7 separate regions of the Mus musculus genome follow, and regions 1, 3, 4, 5, 6 and 7 are each linked to region 2. Evidence: chromatin contacts called from public HiChIP or PLAC-seq and promoter capture Hi-C data. All regions are on one chromosome and are shown on one strand. Each heading gives the region's core, a stretch centred on a gene start, on an enhancer-like site or on the middle of the called end of the contact. The rest is flanking DNA. Distances are from core to core; before and after follow the strand shown.

Evidence for each region. Promoter capture Hi-C pulls out the DNA fragments that hold promoters and counts their contacts. HiChIP or PLAC-seq counts read pairs in DNA pulled down with a chosen protein or histone mark.
Region 1: a promoter capture Hi-C map of pre-B cells shows a contact between it and region 2, with 6 times the contacts expected there. The contact joins the promoter of Iqce here to the promoter of Foxk1 in region 2. A contact is called at or near these places in 21 of 39 promoter capture datasets (the 3T3-L1 cell line, 3T3-L1-derived adipocytes, the C10 cell line and 12 more), 2 of 484 Hi-C or Micro-C datasets (B cells and embryonic stem cells), 15 of 115 datasets of contacts at active chromatin or transcription factors (the 230-238 cell line, SST interneurons, astrocytes and 9 more) and 2 of 9 other capture datasets (adipose tissue and liver).
Region 3: a promoter capture Hi-C map of embryonic stem cells shows a contact between it and region 2, with 7 times the contacts expected there. The contact joins the promoter of Amz1 here to the promoter of Foxk1 in region 2. A contact is called at or near these places in 6 of 39 promoter capture datasets (3T3-L1-derived adipocytes, cranial neural crest, embryonic stem cells and 2 more), 7 of 115 datasets of contacts at active chromatin or transcription factors (embryonic forebrain, embryonic stem cells, epiblast stem cells and 2 more) and 1 of 9 other capture datasets (macrophages).
Region 4: an H3K27ac HiChIP or PLAC-seq map of T-cell acute lymphoblastic leukemia shows a contact between it and region 2, with 7 times the contacts expected there. The contact joins the enhancer-like site here to the promoter of Foxk1 in region 2. A contact is called at or near these places in 2 of 39 promoter capture datasets (cranial neural crest and embryonic stem cells), 19 of 115 datasets of contacts at active chromatin or transcription factors (the NIH/3T3 cell line, T-cell acute lymphoblastic leukemia, bone marrow-derived dendritic cells and 15 more) and 2 of 9 other capture datasets (embryonic stem cells and liver).
Region 5: a contact with region 2 is called in an H3K27ac HiChIP or PLAC-seq map of stem cell-derived neural progenitor cells, with 10 times the contacts expected there. The contact joins the enhancer-like site here to the promoter of Foxk1 in region 2. A contact is called at or near these places in 3 of 39 promoter capture datasets (cranial neural crest, hippocampal neurons and second pharyngeal arch cranial neural crest), 12 of 115 datasets of contacts at active chromatin or transcription factors (VIP interneurons, acute myeloid leukemia, bone marrow-derived macrophages and 7 more) and 1 of 9 other capture datasets (liver).
Region 6: a contact with region 2 is called in an H3K4me3 HiChIP or PLAC-seq map of the 230-238 cell line, with 8 read pairs. The contact joins the enhancer-like site here to the promoter of Foxk1 in region 2. A contact is called at or near these places in 1 of 39 promoter capture datasets (embryonic stem cells), 1 of 15 datasets of contacts at CTCF or cohesin (large pre-B cells), 9 of 115 datasets of contacts at active chromatin or transcription factors (the 230-238 cell line, differentiating embryonic stem cells, embryonic forebrain and 4 more) and 1 of 9 other capture datasets (embryonic stem cells).
Region 7: a contact with region 2 is called in a promoter capture Hi-C map of pre-B cells, with 6 times the contacts expected there. The contact joins the promoter of Ttyh3 here to the promoter of Foxk1 in region 2. A contact is called at or near these places in 6 of 39 promoter capture datasets (the 3T3-L1 cell line, 3T3-L1-derived adipocytes, embryonic stem cells and 3 more), 6 of 115 datasets of contacts at active chromatin or transcription factors (astrocytes, embryonic forebrain, embryonic stem cells and 3 more) and 1 of 9 other capture datasets (embryonic stem cells).

Annotation. Positions count from the first base shown.
Region 1 is chr5:140,700,533-140,703,754 of GRCm38.p6, forward strand. It overlaps Iqce (IQ motif containing E), which reads right to left and starts at 1,846. Exons shown (of 23, transcript NM_028833.3): 1 at 1,650-1,846. The coding sequence starts at 1,685.
Region 2 is chr5:142,399,758-142,403,276 of GRCm38.p6, forward strand. It overlaps Foxk1 (forkhead box K1), which reads left to right and starts at 1,740. Exons shown (of 9, transcript NM_199068.2): 1 at 1,740-2,284. The coding sequence starts at 1,767.
Region 3 is chr5:140,722,706-140,725,778 of GRCm38.p6, forward strand. It overlaps Amz1 (archaelysin family metallopeptidase 1), which reads left to right and starts at 1,422. Exons shown (of 8, transcript NM_173405.2): 1 at 1,422-1,463; 2 at 1,669-1,766.
Region 4 is chr5:140,770,229-140,773,626 of GRCm38.p6, forward strand. All of the region lies in intron 2 of Gna12 (guanine nucleotide binding protein, alpha 12), which reads right to left. Among named protein-coding and RNA genes, the nearest start is that of Gm30745, 22 kb to the left of the region's middle. Within about 2 kb of position 1,668, at least 68 of the 459 cell types and tissues checked have an H3K27ac peak or open chromatin away from gene starts, as enhancers often do. A contact at or near this core is called in T-cell acute lymphoblastic leukemia, bone marrow-derived macrophages, forebrain and 1 more, where this site is marked.
Region 5 is chr5:140,790,001-140,793,186 of GRCm38.p6, forward strand. The region is part of intron 1 of Gna12 (guanine nucleotide binding protein, alpha 12); the gene reads right to left. Among named protein-coding and RNA genes, the nearest start is that of Gna12, 39 kb to the right of the region's middle. Within about 2 kb of position 1,716, at least 160 of the 459 cell types and tissues checked have an H3K27ac peak or open chromatin away from gene starts, as enhancers often do. A contact at or near this core is called in acute myeloid leukemia, bone marrow-derived macrophages, kidney and 3 more, where this site is marked.
Region 6 is chr5:140,739,716-140,743,114 of GRCm38.p6, forward strand. Amz1 (archaelysin family metallopeptidase 1) reads left to right here. Exons shown (of 8, transcript NM_173405.2): 3 at 1,350-1,872. The coding sequence starts at 1,569. Among named protein-coding and RNA genes, the nearest start is that of Gm30745, 8.3 kb to the right of the region's middle. Within about 2 kb of position 1,531, at least 25 of the 459 cell types and tissues checked have an H3K27ac peak or open chromatin away from gene starts, as enhancers often do. A contact at or near this core is called in the 230-238 cell line, where this site is marked.
Region 7 is chr5:140,647,307-140,650,387 of GRCm38.p6, forward strand. Ttyh3 (tweety family member 3) reads right to left here and starts at 1,725. Exons shown (of 14, transcript NM_175274.5): 1 at 1,399-1,725. The coding sequence starts at 1,521.

The DNA.
Region 1 (3,222 bases), core at 596-3,095, 1.7 Mb before region 2:
GGTCTGAAACAGACCCTGTGACTGCTTTCACGCCTTTCCACTGTGACCTAGGCTCTCTTGCTAAACCCAGTTGTAGCTAGTCTAGCTAGCCAGCTTGCCCAGGGAGTTCCCCTGTCTTCAACTCCTGAGCATTTGGAATTACAGGCAGCAGCCATACCCATGGGTCTTGGATGTGGGTTCGGGAGTGCAGGCAAGCATTTTATCCACTGAGCCCAGTCTCCCCAGTCCTTGGTTACATTTTGGAACACCAACCTCCTGGAGGTGCAAGCCTGTAATCCTAGGATCTGGCAAGCTGAGGCAGGAGGAGGCTGAATTTGAGGCCAACCTGGGCTACATACAAAGAGCGTTTAAAAAAAAATACCGAAAATGCTAGCAACAAAATTAATGGTAAGAGTTATACAACTGTAGAAATATGATCTCTTTTTTAAAAATGTATGGGAGGAGATGCATATGAGAAACACAATTTATATTAATTGGATTTCTGTGGATGGCTAGGTTATGGTAACTTGCCATATGTATTGAAAGAGTCATGAACTATCTTTGTAATCTCAACACAAGAAATTTCATTAATTTATTCATTTACTTTACATCCGGTTCGAAGTCTTCCCCCACCAAGTCCCACCCTTAGTGGGGATGGTTTTAACTTCTTAAAGGTCTGGAGATGCAGTTCTGCGAGCGAGCCCGGTGAGGGGTGCGGGTGGGGGGCGCTCAGTGGTAGTCAGAAATTAAGTGCTTGCCTAGAATCCCCCAGTGACCCAGCTGGGGAGGTTTATCTGTAGCGCTCTAGTCTGGCATGAGGGTTTCAGTCCCCAGTAGCACCCAAAAAACAGAGATGAGGGAGCAGTTACTGGGGGCAGCTACTGAAGGCAGTGTTGAGAGAGCGACCTCCAAAACTAGGCAAATCTTGGAAAGCTTCGAGTGCAGGAACAAGTAGGGAATCCCAGCTGCTCTCTGCTGACCTAAGGCTTAGTCGTTCAGTCTGTTGTGGAGGCTCTCACAGGCGTCCCCTGGACCCTTGAAAGTCATATTTCACCATGGCCAGGTCCCTGCCTACCTCCCTCAGTGCCCTTCTAAATCTCAACTCCAAAAGCTTGCTTTCCGGTGTGCTACTTTCCCCGGCCTTGCGGCCTTTACATTTAATGCTCCTACTGGCTCTAAACCTGTACCAAGCTGCTCCCTACATCAGCCTATTGCCCTGTCCTATAGCCACCGCCCCTCTCCCACCGCCCCCCGGAATGTACAAAGTTCACTTGATACCGACACGCAGAGAGTGAGAGAGGCACACCTCTTCCAGAGATGACTCCCGGACCCGTGCAAAACTAGCCTTGGGGGAGGCTGGGGACAGGACTTCCCCCTTGCCCTGGATCGCTCCGGGGAGTCGCGAGACCACAGCCTACAGCAACACTTACGAGAGGAGCTTATCGTCGGCCGGCTGCAGCCTCAGACCCGCAGCGCGTGCGGGAGGGGCGCAGTCCCGGGGGCTTCCTGGAAGTAGTGGCCTCCGCGAGCGCAGGCGGGAGCTAGAGGCTGCTGGGGCGCGGGCACGGTGGCGGCCGACGCCCGGAGATGGCTCTTGTGCGGTAATAATCGGCCTGCCGGAGCTGGCTGCCACCGTGCGCCCTTCCTCCCTCCGCCCCAAGGCTCCTTACCGTCTCCGAGGCTATATCTGTGGTGCCCAGGCTCATAGCGGCAGCGCTGCGCGGCCTCCGGGTCCTGCGAGCTCTGCCCTCGGCTTGGGAGGCCTGCCAGCCGCCCTGGTACCATGGCAACCGTGCCGCGGCCACAGAGCCCCGGATGTGGTCCTTCCTCCGGAGCCCGACGAATCTTGTGCACGCGCAAAGTGTGCGCGAGCAAGGGGCCTACCAAGCACTCTCCCGGGGTTGCACGGCGCAATCCGTTCTTGTGGTCTTGTGGGCTTTTTTTTTTTTTTTTTGGTTGTTGTTTTGTTTTGTTTTGTTTCGTGGGATGCGTGAATTAATTGGCTTCCCGCAGGCAATACTAACTTTCTACCTGGAAGCCATGCTCTCAGATCCAACTTCAGGAGCCCGGGTTGGATTTCGGCAAACACTGGCTGCAACTATGTAGTCCAGTGGGCAGAGGTTCCGAGGGTCGCCATGTTGAGTTGAAAAGAGAGCATAAAGCACCATCCTTAACGATACGCAAGATTTGAGATTGGGGACATCAGCCTATTTACATGTTTGTTTTTTTTCTGTAAAGAAACTGAGATGTTGGGGGCCAAGGTGACTGACTCCCTAGTTGTTAGACCTGGGGTCTGGCGCCATGAGGATAAGACTGCCCATGGGCCAGCACCAACTGCTTTAAACCCTCAGCTGACGGTTTGCTATCACAAGCCTCTCTGAACTCTCCAGGATTCCGTGGCTTTCCAACCCAGGCCAGATAGGGAGCACTTCCCTGGTGGCCCAGCAGGCCAGTGATAGATGAAAACAGTATGTCATTTGCCTCTGTGTGTGTGTGTGTGTGTGTACACGCGCGCGCACGCGCGCGCGTGATCCTGTCTGCCTCATCAATGCTGGGGTTACAAATGTGTATCGCTATGCCCTCCTTTTATTTTGTCCCCTTCCGCCCCCATCCCATCTCCTTTATGGATTCTGGCGACTCCTGTTCTTAGGCTTGCAAAGGGACTATTCCCCAGCACACATTCATTTTTTTGAGTAAACAGCTCTCTGCAACTGGGTGGCTTTGCAACATTAAGCTTAATACAAGGATTCTCCTGGGAGGTTTTTTTTTTCTTGCTTGTCTAAGGACCCATGATTTGCCAAAGAATAACAGCCCAGACTCAGTATGTAAACGCAGAGTAGTTTTTTGGTTTTGTTTTTTTTAAGATTTTATTTATTAGCCTGGCAGTGGTGGAACATGCCTTTAATCCTAACACTTGGGAGGCAGAGGCAGAGGCAGAGGCAGGCAGATTTCTGAGTTTGAGGCTAGCCTGGTCTATAGAGTTCCAGGACAGTCAGAGCTACACAGTGAAACCCTGTTTATTTATTTAATGTGTATGACTACACAGTAGCTGTCTTCAGATACACCAGAATCCGTTACAGATGGCTGTGAGCCACCATGTGGTTGCTGGGAATTGAACTCAGGACTTCTAGGAAGAGCAGTCAGTGCTCTCAACAGCTGAGCCATCTCTCCAGCCTGCAGTGATATTTTCTGCAGAAGCCCAACATGCTGGGGTCTCCCATTACCAAGATAGAGACAACCAAG
Region 2 (3,519 bases), core at 490-2,989:
TTATGGTGAGAGGTCACCACAACATGAAGAACTGTATTAAAGGGTCTCAGCATGAGAAAGGTTGAAATCCACGGCTCTATCACCGTGATAGGCTTTCCAGTTTGGGTCCAGAATGGATAGGCAGGGAAGTGTGGGATTGTGAGCAGACCAAACCTCCCTTCTAGCCTCCCCCCCCCCCCCGCCCCAGGACACTATGCCCCCCCCCCACACACACACACATGCACTCTGTCAACACGCATCCAGCATGGCCGTGAGCATTGCAATGATCACTGTAGGTCTTTAATTCACGTGTGTATCATCTTTCGACATGAAGCTCACTGAGGGCAAGACCTATGTCTATCTCTATTCTCAATCATTATTTTTAGACATTCTTTTGTGTGTGTATGTTTGCACTTGTGTTTGTGTGTGCACGTGCGCCGGTGCATGCACAGGCGTGAATAACTGTGTGCTCCTTTAGCCCTGTTTTATTCGTGTTTTTGTTTTTGTTTTGAAACAGTGTTTCCACTATGAACGTGGAGCTCACTGATTGGCTAGGCAGGCTGGCCAATGAGCTTCAGGGATCTATCTGTCAACCTTTTACCCAAAGCGCTGGGAAGATCGAAGCTCTCAATGGGTTTTGAAGTCGGTCCCGGGGAATGAACTTTCCTGTCTTGGGGGATGAGTGCCATCAGGCAATTTACCAACTGTGTCAGCTCCTTCAGTCATTATTAAATGTGAGAAATCGAGTGTGTATGTGTGTGCATGCACTCGCGCGCTGCAGGTCCTGGGGGAAGACTTGGGGGAATTAGCATCCCAGTGCAGGACCTTAAATTCTCAAGGGATTCACATGGTGCCAAGTTCACCATTTAAGTGTTTTCAACTACCGTCAATCTTCGGGTGTCCACAGTCCCTAGAAACAGGCAGAACTGTTCGCCTTAAAAGGAGCAAGGGGAACCAGCTGTGGTGGTGCACAGCTGTGACTCCAGCAAGAATTGCGGAGCCTGAGCCGGGTTGGTCGTCAGCTAGAAGCCAATCTGGTCTACATACATAGACCCTGTCTTTAAAAAATGAATTTTTAAATTGATTTTAAAGGGCTAGGCACACACCTTAATAGCTACACTCAGGAAGCTGGAACAGGAAGATCATGAATTTGAGGCCAGCCTGATCTAGGTATTCAAAACCAGGCTAGCCTTGGTATGAGACAGGATCTCAAACAACAAAACAAGAACAATCGAGATGGTTCAGTAAATAAAGGTGCTTGTCACCAAGCTTGTCGACCTCAATGCCATCCTCAGAACCCCACAGGGTAGGAGAGAATAGACTGCTGAGAGCTGTCCTCTCTGACCACACAAACACACGTGCGCGCGCGCGCGCACACACACACGTGGTAAAGAACCACAAGTAAATAAATGAATGAATAAAATGTAATTTGCAACATTATACCAAACCAAAAAAAAAAAAAAAGCAAAGCACAGAAAGAGTAGCTGTGCAGAAACGATCAGTAAGGAGCAGAGACCATTTCAAGCATCCCTGGACTTTAAACTCCAGCCTCAATAGGACACCCCTAAAAACGTGATGAATCCAAGCACCCTTCGGGACTGGAGGAGGGGGCTCTGTGTCTCTCTGCACCCGCCCACCTCGAGTGGAAGCTGCGCGCGCAGCGCGAGGGTCCTGCGGTGTCCCGGCTCCGCTCCAGGCCACGATCCAGCCCGGGTTTCCGCGCGCGCCGCCCCGCCCCGCCCCGCGCCGCCTCGGCCGCCACCGGAGCCGCTCGGAGCTGCGCGAACATGGCCGAAGTCGGCGAGGACAGCGGCGCCCGCGCCCTGCTGGCGCTGCGCTCGGCTCCCTGCAGCCCCGTGCTATGCGCCGCGGCTGCGGCCGCCGCCTTCCCGGCCACTACGTCCCCGCCGCCGCCGGCGCAACCTCCACCCGGGCCGCCCGCGCTGCCCGCCGAGCCCGGCCCCGGGCCGGTGCCCTCCACCGTCGCCACTGCCACCACCACCGCGCCCGCCCTGGTGGCCGCGGCCGCTGCCTCCGTGCGCCAGAGCCCCGGGCCTGCCCTGGCTCGCCTGGAGGGTCGGGAGTTCGAGTTCCTGATGCGACAGCCCAGCGTCACCATCGGCCGCAACTCGTCGCAGGGCTCGGTGGACCTAAGCATGGGCCTGTCGAGCTTCATTTCCCGGCGCCACCTGCAGCTCAGCTTCCAGGAGCCTCACTTCTATCTTCGCTGTCTCGGCAAGAACGGCGTCTTCGTGGACGGGGCCTTCCAGAGGCGCGGAGCGCCCGCCCTGCAGCTACCCCAACAGTGAGTACTGCGCCACCCTCGGGTCACCCCTCTCCGGACCTGGCCTGAACCCCCTGGCCACCCCTGACCTCTACCCCGCCCAGCTTGGCTCCTTGTCACTCTGTGATCTCGACCCTGCTCAACCTGAACCCCCCGCCCCCCGGTCACCCCCTGAACTCGCCTCCGCCTGGTCTGGCACCTGGGTCGAGCCTCAAATTTCTTACCGTTCCCACCGGGTCCCAGCCCTTGGTCACTCCCTCCTCCATCTCGACCCTGCCAGGCCCTAGCCCCTCTAATCTCGACTCTATCCGGCTCTGATTCCCTAGCCATCTCCCAGTCTTGATCCCACCTAGCTCTGACCCCTGGTTACACAGATCTCCATCCCACCCGGCCCAGCTGAGCCTGATCCTTAAGTTACTGGTGATCTCACCCATCACCTGGCTCTGACCCCGTGGTTGTCCTGATCTTAATCACGACCCAACTAACCCTGACTCCCCAGTTAACTCATTGGGCACTGATCCCTGGATGGGCCCGACTCCCATTCAGCCTGAAATCCTGTCACCCTGACCCTGGACAGGCCTGAACACTTGGGTCCATTCTAACCCCTTTCTCTCTCTCTGACTCTGACTCTGACTCTGTCTGTCTGTCTGTCTGTCTGTCTCTCTCTCTCTCTCACACACACACACACACACACACACACTTACACACACACACTTGCACACTCCCCAACCCCATCTGTCTTCCACTCCTCCCATGTTGGAGTTGGCTACCCATGATCTCCAACCCTTTCTGAACCCAGCTTATCCCTAATCCCACCTGGCCTCAATACCTGGGGTCACTCTTGACCCCCATCCTACCAGCCAGAAGCCGTTACCCCTGACTTCCCTTAACCTGAAGGTCCTAGGGCCACCCCTAACCCTTATCTCACACAGCCTAAGTCTTCAGAGGTCATCTCTGACTTCGAATGGTTTGAAACCATCAGCTCACCCTGATCTCCATCTTTACTTTGGGTCAACTCCAGACCCTCCAGCCCTGAAACACTCCCCTTCTCCGTGGTCACGCCCTGACCTAAACCCTGGCCAGCATCATGAGATACCACCCAGCCTGAACTAACACCACTCCTCCCCAGCCCATCGCCTTCAACCCTGATTCCATTTATACAGAACCCCCAGGGTCACATCTGACCTTTGCTAGTCTGAACAATGCTAGGTATGCTCCTGTCTCTGACGACACAGGCCAGGACCCAGTGTTCACTG
Region 3 (3,073 bases), core at 172-2,671, 1.7 Mb before region 2:
TCCTTCCTCTTGCACCTTTGGGTGAGTGCCCACAGAAGCCAAAAGACAGTGCTGGATCCCACGGAACTGGGGGACCCAGGTGGTTGTGATCCTCCTGATACGTTGTTGGGAAGAGCAGCCGGTCCCCTTAACCACCGATCGAGCTTCCCCACCTTGGCTTTTGAGACAAGGTCTTTCTCATTCAACTCTGTTTTCACCGGGTTGGTTAGACTGACCATCAGTGAGCTCTGTTGGACTCTGTACTGGGATCACATGGGGACCAAGCTTACAGCACCCTAGCCTTTGGGGGGTGGAGGGGGACAAGCTAGACTCCATTCAATCCACATTACAATGTAGCATCATCAGCCTAGAGTCCCCAGAGTCAGTGACGTTCAGTGACTTTGCCTCCCACCTTGCCCCGGGCTTCCCACTGACCAACCTCATTCTGCAAATATTCCTCCCTGTGTAACCGTTCGTCTCTTTAGTTTATAAATCAGTGTCCATGTGTGTGCGTGCACCACGTGTATTTAGATCTTCTGGAGGAGCAGTGGACCCTCAGCCTCTCTCCTGTTTCTCCACACTATCTTTTGAGACAGGCTCTCAACTGAACCTGGAGCTCCCAGGCTAGGTTGGCTGGCTTGTAAGCCCCAGGGATTTCTCCGCCCCTGCTTCCCCGGCTCTGGAATTATAAGGGCGTACTCCTGCATCTGCCTTTTATGTAGGTGCTACGAGGTCTGGATTTGAGTCCTCATGCCTATGTGGAAATCACTTTACAGACAGAACCATAGATCTGTCATCTTTTATTGTCCAAAATGAGCCAGGAGAGAGGCCTGGGCAGAAGGGTGAGAAAAGACTTCTGATAGGAGCCAGGCAAGGAACAGTGCAGGATGCGTGGAGTCAGGGAGAGGAGATGAGCAGGGTGCTGAGCGAGTGGTCGTCTAAGGGGTACCCAGCATCCCCTCCTGGTCTCAAGTCTCAAAGAAGATGGATGGAGGGCCTTGATTCTCAGAAGACTGTTAGCTGACCTCCCTAGGACAGGGCCTTCTGAGGGGATTTGGGGAAACTGAGTCAGCCCCAGACCTCATCCTCCGTAAACCTACATTATAGACAACACTGTAGCCCCAGCCATCATCAGCACGGAGTGATTATGCCAGGAGGTTTGTTGAATGACTGAATGACCTAAGTCTGCTCCTGTGCCAGGCAGCCTAGAACCCCCTTCATGAGGTGTAAGCCTAGGCCACTCGTGGGACACTCCCCTGTTTGTGCCAGAGGCGGAGGACACAGAGACCTCCCATCTCGCCCCCTCTGTGGGACCCTCTTCCCCACACACATCAGTTCCTGTCAGAGCCAAGATGTGTCGCCATGGAAACTGCTTGGCAAAGGCTGGCAGGCAGAGGCGGCCAGCAGCCGCTCACACTACCCAGCTCCTGGCGGCACCCGTTGAAGTGACACGAGCGTGCCTGGCGGTGTGTGGCATGTGTGCGGTAAGTGAGGGCTTGGGTAGGCACATAAGTGTTTGTGTGATGTGTGTCAGAGGTGGTCTGGGAGTGTGTGCTCTTGTGTGTGCATACATGTGCATGTGTGTCAACAGGGTGAACTGTGGCCGTATGCATGCGCTCTGGGTGTGATGGCTGCTGGGTGCGCACAGTGATGGGAAATAGAGGACTGATGGGGATGTGTGCACTACAGGCTGGGTGTCACTAGGTGAAGGACCAGACCAAGGTGCCCTGCAGTTGCTGTCCCCACCCTCGAAGTGGACCTCCTAGCCAAAGACAGCCACGGCTCAGGTAATTATCCGTCAGAAGGAGTGCATGACTGGAGGGCTTCTGGGAGGCGGCAGCTACTGGGAGTCAGGCAGGTGAAGGGGAGAAGAGCAGTTATCTAGGTACAGCCTGGAGTCTGGGAGTGATGAAGAAAGACTGGAAAAGAGGAGAGACAGCCAGTAGGGATGAATAAGGTTGGCTTGCACTCAAATTTTAAAAGGCCATCTTCCTAGAATGGGGGTGCCAGAAAAGGCACCCACAGAGGTGGCACATGGGGTGAGAGGACAAACGGCTGGGACAGACAGAGCCAGGTGGCTAGGAAGCTTTGATGCTCCAGGGACAAGATGGGGCTTTCTCGTGAGACTAAGGGACACCTGAGGATCTTGCTGTGCAGGAGGACTGGGCTTGAACGGAGAGAGGTCAGGTGGAGCCAGCTGTGCTGGGCAGTCGGGAGAAAAAAATATATATATATATGGAGGTTGACCAGATGTTTCAAAGTGAGTGCAAGCCTGTGGGTAGGGTAGAGGAGTGTCTGGGAGGCATGCAACTTCTGCAGTGTGAGAGCATATAAAGAGAAGTTTGGGTCCCCAGGGTCTTGTCCCCAGGATCTGAGGACAGTACCATGCTCTCCATGTGCTACTTGTTCTCTATCCTTGTAGCCCCCCACCCCAGCTCTTTTATCTATGTGGGGGATGAAGATACTTTGGTGACCCCACCCTCCAGGTGCCTAGAGCCACCAGAAGCCCCAGGGTGGGCTGTTCCCTGGCTCCCAGGCCCATGCTCTCCTGAAGGGAATGCCTGTGCCTCATCCTGCCCCCCCCCTTAGGGTGCATGGACTGCCAAGGTGACAGAGACAGATGTCACTGGGCATGTGGTGGACACGAGGAACAAACCTCCATTTGGGGGTCTTGCTCAGATCCCCCTCTCAGGTGTCTTCCCACACTGGGGGCTACCTGGATGCCACTGCAGGGGTCTGTTGCTGCCAGGCTGCGCCTTGGTTCCTTACAAGCCTGTCCAGGACAACCCTGTCTTCTGGGGGTTCCTTCTCCCGCTAGCACCCACTCCTACTATACTCTGTGTCTCCCCTGGGTGACGCTTCCCACCTACAAAAGGATTTAAAAAGGCTTTCTCCATGACAGGGCACAGCTAAGACTCTGAAGCCCCTTGTCAGCCAGCACCTCCCCTCCCTGCCAGGAGGAGGTAAGATAAGGTGCAATGAATGAGGGGGCTGGTGCGTGGGACACCCCTCTTTCTGCAGCCTACTCTGGGCACCCTGAGATGACTTTGCCTTTTTAAGTTGTTGGTGTCTCAGTGCAAGGACTTTGGGGACA
Region 4 (3,398 bases), core at 418-2,917, 1.6 Mb before region 2:
TGTCCATATTTATCTCTCATTTAAAAGCTTCCTAACAGTATGGTCTCGTGGTTCAGGCCTGCAATCCTAGCCACTAGGAAGGCTGAGACAGGGAGATCTCAAGTTCATGGCTAGCCCGGGCACCTGAGTGAGACTGTCCCAAAATATACATCGAGAAGAGGGCTAGGATGGAACTCAGTGGTGATCCTGCCCAGCATGCACAAAGACCCAGGTCTAAGCTCCAGACAGAGCTGTTCACAGCAGCACTGTCCTTAGTGGAGAAAACACCGTTCATCCACACAATGTAACACAGCAACTAAAGTGCATGGCCTCCTGATATTGCACGCACGGAGAACTTGAGGGAACTCAAACATGTTAATGGTAAATTAAAGCAGTCATCTATGGGCCGGCTGGGGGGTTTGGCTCAGCAGGTGAAGTATCCTCAGAACCCACGGAAAAACCAGGGCATGGCAGTGTGTGTTTGAAACTCCAGCACTGGGAGTAGTGATGGCTAGTAGTCAGTCTACCGATTGGTGAGCTCCAGGTTTAGTGAGAGACCCTGCCTCTAAATATAAGATAGGTCTGGAGTTGACTCAGCTTTCAGAGCACTGGCAGCTCTTGCACAGGACTCAGGGTTCATTCCTAGCACTTATGAGGTGCCTCACAACCCTTTCCCTGTAACTCCAGTTCCTGGGGGATCCAAGGGTCTCCCTTAGAATCTTTTGGGTACCAGGTATACACATGGTGCACAGATACACATGAGAGCAACCCCCCACCCCGAATAAATAAAATTAAAAATGCTTAAAAAAAAAAGCCGGAGGAATCAGATGTGGTGGTCATTCCTTTAATGTCAGCACTCATGGTGCATCTCTGTGAGTTCAAGGCCAGCTTGGTCTACTTAGTGAATTCCTGACCAACCAGGGCGACACAAAACCCTGTCTCAAGACAATACAAAGCAAAGATGAAGAGTTGACAGGATAGTGACATTAATCTCTGGCCTCTACATGTACATGGGCACTGTGAGTCTCCTTCTCCTCCTGCCCCACAGCAGCACAATAAAACAACAAAAAGAAGGCAGCTATTGTATGACTGCATTTACAGGAAACACCCAGGGAGTCTACAGGCAGAAGATGGCTGAAGGACTGTCTGGGCTGGGAGCTGGGGCCAATGTGCATGGGTGGGATGGATCTCACTGGTGTGATGGAAATGTTTTAAAAATGGTTTTAGGGTGATGTTTGCACAACTTGGGGAAATTTACTGAAAAGTCCTTGAATTATACACTTCTAAAAAACTGAAGAAAAAGAACAAAGTTTCCACAAAGCCTGCTTATTTACTTAAGACAGCTCCTGCCTTGCTTGGGAGGAGGATTAATCATCTCCGTTTAATAATCCTGAGTAGCTCAGTGCAGGTTCAGGGCTAAGATCTACTTCAGAGCCTCAGCTTGCAGGGTAGGAACGCTCCAATTATACAGTCTGTTACAGGCCGTGTGCATCTTTATTAAACCACAGCTATTTGACAAAATAGCAGCAGGAAGTTAAACAGACCCTGCATGTCAATTAAAAGGAAACTGGGTAAGAGCCCTAAATGGAACTACAAGCTCCAGCAAGCTCCCTTCAAAGGTCCTCAGAGGAGAGTAGCCAGTCCCCCCTCTGGGGCCTCTGGGAAGGAAGTGGGGGGCTGCAGCTTGTGCTGCTGGAGCGGGGGATTCCCGAAGTGGATCCCCATTTCCTCAAGGCAGGGAGGAAATGAAGCCTGCTCTATAAAGAACCGGTGTCTGCTGTAAGAGCAGTGGGCGCTTTAAACCACCAAGCCATCTCCCCAGCCCCACAGAATTCTTTCTCATGTAAGATAGAATCCTTCCCTAGATGAAGATAGAGCCAAATGTGGTGGCTCAGCCTGTAATACCAGCACTCACTGGCCCAGCCAAAAAACAGTCACCAGGGTTCAAGACCAGCATAGGCTTCGGAGTTTGACAGTCTCTGAGACAAAATAAAGAGGAGGAAGGGAAGGAGGGAGGGAGGAAGGGAGGGAGGGAGGGAGGAAAAAAGGCGTTTTCTACCATGTCTCACGAGAGAGGGGAATGGGGAAGAATTAAACTTGTTGCCTGTTAGAAAGTTTATCAAGATCTTAACTCGATCCTTACAGTTGCTGCAAGGGTTAGAAAACACCACAGAAAACATGACAGGGGAAAGATGGGAGAGAAGGGGAGGAGGAAGAAGGGGAACAGGAAGAAAGAAGGAGACTAGGCCCAGACAGCGGTGCACCGCACTGGAGCACTCAGAATAGCTCTTGTAGCTCTTCTCTAGGCCTGACGTTAGCTCAAAGTAAAAAGCCACCCCCTCAAACAAAATCAACCAACCAATACCAAGAAATGGTAATAGAGACACTATAACTTTTTGAACATCAGCGTAAGAACAACCACAAACCTGGACAGTGCTTTCTAGCAGGAGTCACCTGAGAGCTCCCAAACCAGACAAGGAGAAAGTGGGGACACCCAGGGACTGTGCCTTCACGGTGGCTTTCCCAACCAACCTCTGGCCACCATCTCTGCCCACTCTAGGAGCCTAGGCACCCAGGGCTCCCTCCCCAGCCAGCAGGGCCTTGTTGCAACAAGGTCACTAGCCACCTTCCACTGATGGACAGATGAGCACCTGACTTCGGGCCACAGACCCAGCTCTCCTATGAAGACAACTTAAAAAAAAAAAAGATTTATTTATTTATTATATGTAAGTACACTGTAGCTGTCTTCAGACGTACCAGAAAAGGGTATCAGATCCCATTACGGATGGTTATAAGCTACCATGTGGTTGCTGGGATTTGAACTCAGGACCTTCGGAAGAGCAGTCGGTGCTCTTAACCGCTGAGCCATCTCTCCAGCCCCCCAAAGACGTTTACTCTAAGGAGGCTGGCCTGAACTTTGCAGAGGCTCCTCAAGGCTTCGGCACTGCACTTGCCCAGCAGAGCTTAGGTTCCGGGCCTATCCTCATCCTCTGTCAGCTGAGATGCTGTGCAGAGGTTACTGGCTCAGGAGCATGACTTCCACACCACTCCAGTAACACTTTTCACAATTAGCTGTGCTGGGGCTCTCCTTGACTTCATGCCCTGATCTACCATGGCAGCAGAGTTTTGCCATGTCTCTGCCACAGCGTGGGAATTCAGTGACTGTCAGCTGGCCTGGTCAAGGCCATGGCCTGCTCCATGTGTTGGATTCCACTTGAGTGTGCTTGGGATTTTCTCAGATTCTGAGTAAACCCTGGCTGTTCAGAGGGCAGTTGTGGGGCCTCTCCCCTTCCTCAAAGCATATGCCAGTGAGTCCTGTAGAGACTGATCAGAGCATGACTGGCCTCAACCCTGTCCTCTTAGTTGGTGAAATCCTTGGAGACTTAGGAAGCATTAATTATGTGAAATGCCCATCCAGG
Region 5 (3,186 bases), core at 466-2,965, 1.6 Mb before region 2:
GAGGTACCAGTGTCTTAGAAGTTAAGATACTCGCCTGAGTGTGGTGGGTGGTGGTACAAGTTTGTAATTCCAAAATTTGGGAGGCAGAGGCAGGAAGATTGTGAGTTAAGGCCTACCTGAGCTCCAAAGCAAGCTTTTGTTGCTTCCAAAAGCCCAATGTGGAGGTGAGGGACTGCATAGTATAACACTATGACAGTATCTGCCACCATCTTCTTTTGAAATAAAAGACCAATTTCCAGCTGGGCAATGAATGGTAGTGCACATCTTTGATTCCAGCACCTGGAGGCAGAGGCAGGAGGCTATCTGAATTGGAGGTCAGCCTGGTCTACAGAGTGAGTTGCAGGACAGCCAGAGCTACACAGAGAAATCCTGTCTCAGAAAACAAAACAAAACCAAAATGACAAAAAAGAGGCCAAGTACCTAAATAAGAAAAGTAAAGGAAACCTAAGACCTCTAATACACCTAAAGATGGAAGGAAAGAGAGAGAGAGAGAGAGAGAGAGAGAGAGAGAGGGAGAGAGAAGCCAGAAGCTGACAGACAGAATCTCTAACAGTCAGAGGAAAGCCCCAAGTGACTCTTACTGCAGATTTAATCTGTTGGCAGCTGTACATTTCAGTCAGTTGTGAAAACATAAATAAGGGTCGTAAGCAGTTTGATGACTTCACCCTAAAACAACGGAGCATTTTAAACTGTTCAAAGGGCACCTTTAAGACAACTTACAAATTTAGCCATTTAAATGTTAGGTTGAGAAGAGAGCCCCTGTCTGCTGGGCATGTGGATTTATTTTTCTTTTTTTTAAAAGATGAGGATACAAACTTGAAAATCCTGGTCTCATTTCCAGTGGATTTTTAGCCCCTGGTCACCCAGTCGTTTTACTGTAGCGAGTCCTGACTGAAGTCTTTCCAGAAAACACTAAAGCTACGCTGGACATGGGAGGCTGGCAAGGAGAACTGGCTATGGTGGTGCACAAAGGCCATGCTGGGTTTGCATGTGCTCTCACAGCGCATGTGCACTTGGGAAACTATTGGTTAGAAACCCACAAGGGCTGAGTGGCTAGCTGCTGGCCACCATCCAAATCAATGAGAGGCTGCCAGAAATGTAAACAGGATGCGTTTCTGTAAGTTGATGAATCCGGCAGGCAGAGGCAGCGCCTCTCAGTTCTCTCTGGAACCAGCAGCAGGGATGGTCCCATTTGAAGGCTAGGGTGACAAAAAGCAAAGTGAAGGCAGGCAGGACACCCCAGCCACCCATTTCCAACAAGAGGTGGACGGGACGGACCCCTGGTGGCTCTGTCCACTGCCTCTCTCTGGGATACACAAGCACATTATTCTGCTAGGAAAGCCACCCACAGAGTTCTACCAGCAGCCCAAGGCAAAGAAAAGTGCCAGGCAGTGGGAAAAGAGCCAAAAGGCTAGAATGTGGCTCCCGCTCCCAGGGTGCTTTCAAAGATTCTCAGAGCAGGACAGAGCAGGGCCCTCAGATGAAGTCTAGAGATAAAGCTACAAAGGAAGGTCCTAACAATGGAGGGATAGCCAGAAATTTCACTGATGGGGGGAGGCAAGGCTTAAAGACAGATGATGGGCCAGCTAAAAAATCTGGAACCTCTTTGGTAAGAAATGGGGACAAACAAAAGGTTTTGGAAAAGGGACATGAGGCCTAGCTCTGCCTCCAGATCTGTGGAAGGCGGGGCCTTCCAAGGAGGGACAGAAGGCAGGGCAGACACAGAAGGTGGTCAACTGGGAGCCAAACAAAAGAGAAGGGCGGCTCACTAAGAGAACTCAGCAAGCTGGGAGCAGAGGGGAGATGAGGTTTTAGTGGGTCAGTGGGAAATTCTAATCAAAATTTTCAGAAAATAGATAGACCTAGAGGCCAAACTGGATTTTTTTTTTTTTTTAATTTATTTTTAGCCAAACTGGCTTTTGTTGGGTGAGGTGGCACATGCCTGTGAACCTCACACTGGGGAGGTGGAGGTAGAAATATCAGGGTACGTAACAAAGTGGCTGCCAGCCTGAAAACATGAGAACCTCAAACCCAGCACAAAACCCTAAACTGACATAAAACCTTCAGGATTTAGGACACGCAGAGAAACGGGGCACGATATTCAATGGCCTAGAAAAGGGTTTCTGAAAGTTAAAGAAAGGGGAAGAGAGCAATTCGCTGCCCGCTTGGTTCCCTCAGTTTTCCCAAAGCGGTGTGTGAAAAGCTGGGTGAGAGCTCAAGCCCCATCCTTTAGAGGCTTCCGAAACCCACCACCTGCAGCAGCTCACAGCCAAGTCCTCCTTGCCTGTTCTCCCAGGTGTCAGGCCAGAAACCCTGGAATCTTCTAAACATTTCGCCAAATGTTATAAAGACAAACACGGAGGGGAAAGGAGGCTTTCCTGTTAATGTGCTTAGCACTGACAAGCAAGAGTAAACAAACACCCGACCACTCCAGCCCCATGTGCTCATTCCATGCTTTCTGACTCAAGCCTGTGAAATAATCTCCATGGTATTTTAAAGGAAGGAAATACGATGCAATAGTATAAGTACTAGAATAAACTGTTCATAGCAAACACCTTTGCTTTCATAGGATTTTTGTTCAAAGTAACATAGCCATATACAATCAGGACCACCAAACCTGAGAGAATATGTACAAGTGCTCTCTCTCCAGGCTGAGCTGTATAATATGTTCTTCGGTAAGCACCATAGGTGCAGGCCCTTGCTGGCATGCAGTGTCAACCCAGTAGGTTTAGGGGCAAGTTTTAGGAGAATGATAGGCTGTGAGGAGGCATATGCAGAAGGATAAGTAGTTCGGGGTTATCCTTGGCACAGTTTATTTGAGGTTACAATCAATCAAACAACCCTGGATCATTTCCAGTAGAAGAGTAGAAAAATTGTTCAGGAATCCCCTTGATAGTGGCACCTGTCTGACTTTCTTTGTGAGAAATTACAGCTAGTTAAATTATGAAATTTCTGGGTTGAAATTTATGTATAAAAAGCTAGAAAAATGGCTCAGCTGTTAAGAGTGCTTACTGATGTCGCAGAGAACTGCAGTTCAGTTCAGTTCTCCACACGCATATGTGGGGCTCAACCACCTGGAACTCCAGTTCCAGGAAATCTAACTCTTCTGTGTGTGCATGCTCGGACACGTACACACACACACACACACACACACACACACACACACACACACACACACACATACAC
Region 6 (3,399 bases), core at 281-2,780, 1.7 Mb before region 2:
GAAAGGGAGAGAGAGAGAGAGAGAGAGAGAGAGAGAGAGAGAGAGAGAGAGAGAGAGAGAAGCTGACATAGCTACAACCCTGAAGCACAATTCAGAGGTCACCGTAAGACAGCACGGCCCCTGGGCTTCAGCTTGGGGTGCTTTGCTTGCGTGCAGGCCTGGGGCAGAGCGTGGAGTCTAAGTAGGTGGTGTGATTGGCTTCCAGAAACAAAAATAAGCTGGTGGGATGTGTGAGGAGTCAGGTGCTTAGCCGCCTGCAGGGCCTCCATGGCTCCGCACTTCCTCCTCTGCAGGAGCTGGGTGTGGGTGCGTGCGAGGGCAGAGGAGGCAAGCGGCGCCTTGCCTCCCGTGGTCTGTGTTATGTGTTCCTGTCTCGGTTGACTTCCCTGCACTGAGATGCAATAGGAAGCTCCAAGCAGCCAGTTGCTGGAGCCAAGCATGACCTGAAAGAAACACTCCCAGGAGGGAGGATGCTGGTAGGCACTGAGTACCACAGCGGGCAGTCCCTCCGCCTGTCTACCTGGTTGCTTGCCTACAGTTCCAGGTTGCTGTGGTCAGCATGCTGGCTCCTGACTGTTAGAACTGTATCTTAGACCATGTTCACACTCTAGAAACCAGGGTCTGGGAGACACTGGGGCGGCGTCTTCCCCAGAAGACAGCCCCTGGGTGCACACGATGCTCCTGCAAGGAACCCTATGGTTTGGGAGGAGGGTCTGGGTGGCTCTGTGAGGGGACAGGGTGGGTCTTGTGATCATAAAAGGCAGGAGGAGCAGCCTCTGCCTTCCGTGAAGGAACCTCCCTAGCCTTGAAGGGTAGATACCTCCTTATATATGCCTGGCTTCTCTGGGCTCAGAGCAGGGGTGGAGTCCTATGGAAATGCACGTCCATACTCAATTCTGGAATGAGGAGATGGCTCAGTGGGTAGAACGTTACCACATAAGCATGGATAAGGGATTCATAAGTTTGAATCCCGAACACCCATATGAAAGACTGAGGTGGCAGCTCTGTGGGCCTGATGACCAGCCAGGCTGGTTGGACTTTTAAGCTCTGGGTTCAGTTAGAGACTCTTTTTCCAAAAGTCAGGTGGATAGCGATAGACTTGACATCAGCCTCTGCTCTCCTGCCCCCAACACACACACACACACACACGCACACGCACACACACACCGCACACCGCACACACACACACACATAAATGCATACATGTCCACACCCCTTTATACTTGATTTGGGTTGTAGTGTGTGTAGATGAGATCATTCTGACTCCAGTTCACAGGAAAACTGTGTTTTGTCTGAGAGACAGTCATGTGTGCTCAGAGCAGTGACTGGGCCCCATGTGTCCTCCACAGGGGGTCAGCAGGCTTTTTTCTGCTCACCTTGCTGAGAAGTTTCAGAAGAGGCAGAATTAAGCCTCGTGGTCTCTCAGTCCAGCCTCCATCTTCTGGGAGCCCTGAGCGGGTACTCTCTAAGCCTGAGAGAAGGTTCTACAAGAGACCGTGGCTGTCCCCTGGGAGATTCATGGCCCGGAAAAGGAAATCAAAGGAGTGGCCAGCGGCCAAACACACGGCATGGTGCAGTGCAAACCACCCCAGGAGTTCAGCTTCGGGCCCCGGGCCCTGAAGGATGCCCTGATCTCCTGTGACCTGGCCCTGAAGCAGATGTATACCTCAGCCTTTTCCCCGTCGGAGAGACTCTTCCTGTCTGAGGCCTACAACCCTAACCGGACTCTCTTCAGCACACTGCTCATTCACTCAGCCTATGACTGGCTCCTGAGCCGCCCTGAAGCCCCTGAGGATTTCGAGACCTTCCATGCTTCTTTGCAGCTCCGGAAGCAGAGCCTGGCCCGGAAACACATTTACCTGCAGCCCATAGGTAGGAGAGATGGGCTGGAGTCATCTGGACTCCTGGGGGTGTGGCTCAGTGGTAGAGCCCCTGCCTAGAATCCCCCAGTGAGGGGCTGGGGCGTGGCTTAGAGGTAGAGCCCCTGCCTATAATCCCCCAGTGATGGGCTGGGGTGTGGGTCAGTGGTAGAGCCCCTGCCTAGAATCCCCCTAGTGAGGGGCTGGCTCAGTGGTAGAGCACCTGCCTAGAATCCCCCAGTGAGGGGCTGGGGCATGGCTCAGTGGTAGAGCACCTGCCCAGATCCCCCAGTGAGGGGCTGGGGCATGGCTTAGAGGTAGAGCCCCTGCCTAGAATCTCCCAGTGAGGGGCTGGGGTGTGACTCAGTGGTAGAGCATCTGCCCAGATCCCCCTAGTAAGAAACAGCCCCAGGCAGATTTGGCTTGAAGGAGATGGTCTGGGTCAGCTAGGTACTCAGATTGGCAGAGTGACTTGTCTTTTTAGCATCCTGCCCCCTACTGGTCTATACTGGTTATATAGTGTGTGCTCTCATTCCTGGCCATGACCTAGTTATAACACACACTGCCCTAGACCTGTGCTTGATGCTCAGAGGAATACTCATTTTACAGGCTGGAAAGCTGAGGTTGGAAGTATCTAGGGTTTGCCTGATGGTAGAGATGGATTCTGGAGGAGGTTTGAAGGCAAATCTTAACTGGCCTCCTGCTCTCTTGGAAGACACTGGGCTGGGCATTGAGGGGACTTGGGGATTCACAGTGAGTCTCTCTAGGTCTCTTCATCAGGAAGAGACTGGCAGATTTGGAGCAACAAGGGCTTAGAAAATGGCTCAGCCAGAGATGCTAGGGAGGGAGGAGGGAGAATCTGGTCCCTGTATTCTCAGTATACCACAGTTAGGAGGGCCATACCTGGCAGAGGGCCACACTTATGGATGTTAGCTTCAGAATGGTGGGTGGAGGGTATGGCTCCTGAGACAGTGACATACCCTGCTTTTCATGGCCCTTTGAATGGTACCTCAGTGGCCAGTCTGGGGTTTTCTTTCTTTCTTTCTTTCTTTCTTTCTTTCTTTCTTTCTTTCTTTCTTTCTTTCTTTCTTTCTCCCTTTCTTCTTCTTCTTCTTCTTCTTCTTCTTCTTCTTCTTCTTCTTCTTCTTCTTCTTCTTCTTCTTCTTCTTCTTCTCCTCCTCCTCCTCCTCCTCCTCCTCCTCCTCCTCCTCCTCCTCCTCCTCTTCCTCCTCCTCTCTTCTTCCTTCTTCTTCTTAAAATTTATTTATTTTATGTATTTGAGTCCACTGTCGTTCTCTTCAGACACATCAGAAGAGAGCATCAGATCCCATTACAGATGGTTGTGAGCCACCCTGTGGTTGCTGGGAATTGAACTCAAGACCCCAGTGCTTTTAACCGCTAAGCCATCTCTTCAGCCCAGCCTGGGTTTTCTGCAGCAGCTACTTACTGCTGTTAGGATCAGGGTTCTACTGTGCCTCCTGCTGCCCAGCACCCCACAGCCTTGCTCCTGTGTGCTTTAGAGTCAGTCACTCTATCCACG
Region 7 (3,081 bases), core at 475-2,974, 1.8 Mb before region 2:
CACAGAGCTGCGGGCCCATAGATCTAAAGACCTACAGAGCCGGGCCTGAACCACTCACTACCTTCAGATTCCCAAGAGCTGCAGGGACTGAATCCTCACCCTTTCCCTGTCACTAGCAAGTTCCTCCTGCAGCAGAAGCAGGTGGCAGCCCACTGACCTCAGGAAATGCTACCTGGCTGCCCTGTGTGCCAGTGGACCATCAAAACTGACCATCAGGCAAACCCTAGGAAGGCAACTTTCCAAGAATAGCTCATAGAGTTCTTTCAAGAAAGAGCATAACAATACCATCACACAGTAAGAAAACCACACGTGTCCCTCCACCTCACCCGGGCCTGGTCTTCCCCACAAAATCCCCAGGTGAGGTCCTGGGTCCCGGGTGCATCTCCTTGCTGTCTTTCAGGACTCAGGTTTTGCTCTACCCCTCACACCTGTTCTAATCTGCTCAGGAACACCATCAGCTACTGGAGCTGGGGTCAGGTAGGCAGAGAGTGGGAGCAGGGACAGTCCTGTGTTCTCTCACCCTCAACTTCAGTAAGATGAGGATGGCGGCAGAGATATTTGGCACAGCCCCAGGAGTACTTGATTCCCAGGCTACTGTCTGTCCCAGGAGCCGCCGGAGAGAAACTGTGAGGTGCTTAGTGACCAAGTGGGCTGATCATTCTTTTTTTTCTGGAATCTGGAGCAGGAAGGAAAAGCCCACAGCCCTAGTCCCCCTGCTCTGCACTCAAATGACAGTGGTTCAGTAGTGGGGGTGGTGCTGGGACTTGGCAGGACGCCAGACTTAGGGCTTCGCAGGGAGAGGGCTGCCAAGTGCCCCATGGCCCCCAGCCCAGACGGAGGCCCACTCACCCCACTTCAGCCAGGCCTCATTTTCCACCCTGGGTAGAGAGACTGCTGGCACCCTGGTTTCCCACAACCACACGACACCCTGTGTACATCCCACAGCCTGACCGTGAAGCAAGGGGTCATTAGCAGCCACAGAAGGCTGGCGATGGCCCAGGCTCCTCACCCACCAACAGTCTGGCAAAGGGATTCCCTAGCTGGGGAAAGAGAACGAGGAATACCCTCCTGCCTGAACCCAGGGATCCAGCCTTGGCTAGCGGGGGCTCTGCTGGGGAGAAGCTGACTGCCCAAAGGATGAAGACGGGCCTACCAGGAACCCATAGGATCAGAAGAGGGTCTATCAGGGGAGGGAGGCAGCTCCGTCAATCCGGATCGGAGGCCCTGGTGACACAGAGGGGCTGAACACCTTCCAGGGGGTGTTCGACATTAATCCCTGGAAAGGTTATCAGTGAACGGGAGGCGACTCCTAGAATGAAAGGGGATGGGGAAGCTCCAGCTCCTTGGGAGGGGCCATGACCCGGGGCCCCTGACCCCGCACCCGGGGGCGCGCGTCACCTGCTGGTAGTCGGCGTCCTCGGGCCGGAATTGGCTGCTGGTGGCCTCCCACCGCAGGTCGAAGTGCGGCAGCCGGTGCAGGAGGCTCACCCACCAGGGCGCCGCGTAGCTGACCCCGGCCATGGCGGGCGGGCGGCCACGGGCGCTGCGCCGGGCTTCCCTCGCTGCCGGATGCACGGGGCTCAGGGACCCGCCGACCCCTGCTCAGCTGCCCTCATCGTGCCCGCTTCCAGGGGCCCTGGCCCGGCCCGGCTCGGCCCGGCTCGGCCCGGCTCGGCTGCGCTCGGCTCCGCTCGGCCGCCCGCGCCCGCCGCCTCTTTGTTCACCGCCGCTGCCGCCGCCCCCTCCGCGCACCCGCCCGCTCGCCTTCAGGCTCCACCCCCACACCGCCATAGGCCCACCGCCCTCAGGCCCCACCCCAACCGCCCTCCCGGACATTCGGCCCCGCCCCACACAATGCTATTGGTCGGCACCACGCAGACCCCGCCCATACCAGGGCAGTCTCTGCCTCCGGACTGCCATTGGCATTTCTCCCATAGGCCCTGCCCCCTGCGTTACCATTGGTCTTTTTGCCTACACCTCTCGGTTTAGGCAGGACCCTCAACCTCTTCAGCCATTTCTTCCCTGTAGACCACGAAGGCTGGAATCCAAAGCTCACGTGTAGCATCCTCTCCGACCCATGCCTTTGCTCTCTGGTTTGATCCGGTTTCCACGCAGCCCTCATAAGGACCTGCCAGGGAACCAGTGACCTGTCTCTAGGATGGACATGATCTGCATTCGGGAGCTGCAGCTGTGTGCTCTTGGGCGAATGACTTAGCCTCTCGGTATCAGTGTTGTAGTCTGAGAAAAGGCGTTGCGGAGATAAACCGAGTGTGAAGTGCTCAGAACAAAGCCTGGCGCATAAGCCATAAAGCCGCGTGTAAGGCGATAATGGGCAGATAGATTGAATACCCACCTGCTTTAATTTCAGTTATGGAACCAGGGCCTTACGCATGCAAGCCAGGCACTCTACCACCGACCTAAATCCCCAATCCCCTGTTTTACTTTTTCTGTCGCGGGATCTCTGTAAATTGCTCAGCCTAGCCTCAAACTTGGCAGTCCTCTTGCTTCAGCCTCCCAGGTACTGGGATAACAGGCCTGAACCGCCGCACCTCACTTGCTTGCATCATTCTAAAGATGCAAAAGGAAGATGTAAAGAAAGTTCCCTGTATCCCATCTTGGAAACTAGGCTACTGGTCAGGACACAGCCTATAGAAAGGTCATGGGGGCAGGGGGGCAGTTCTTGCTTCTCCCCGGGTGGAGCGAACATATCCACTTGGCTCTGTGCACTCACAACCCTGGGGCCTTATGTTCTTAGAAACTAGACACATGCAGCTTCTCCATCGGCTAGGTAGCCTCACTCCTCAGCTGGACAGTGGCTTCCTGACAGACCTGTCTTTCAGTTCATGCAACTGCCTGAGGCATCTCCTTCCTTGCACTCTGGCCCGAGGGCAGGGGCCCTTTACAGAGCTGTGGGTTTCAATGTTCTGGATGGCTGGAGGAAGCTACCTAGCTGGGAATCAGCCTGCAGCGATAGGTAAGAAGTTCTTAGGCTTCTTACTCCAGGGCCACACAGCAATGGCTGTTCCCCCTCGCCCCACCCCCAGGCCGAGCTTTCCTCCTAGTGTCAAATGAGCACTTGCC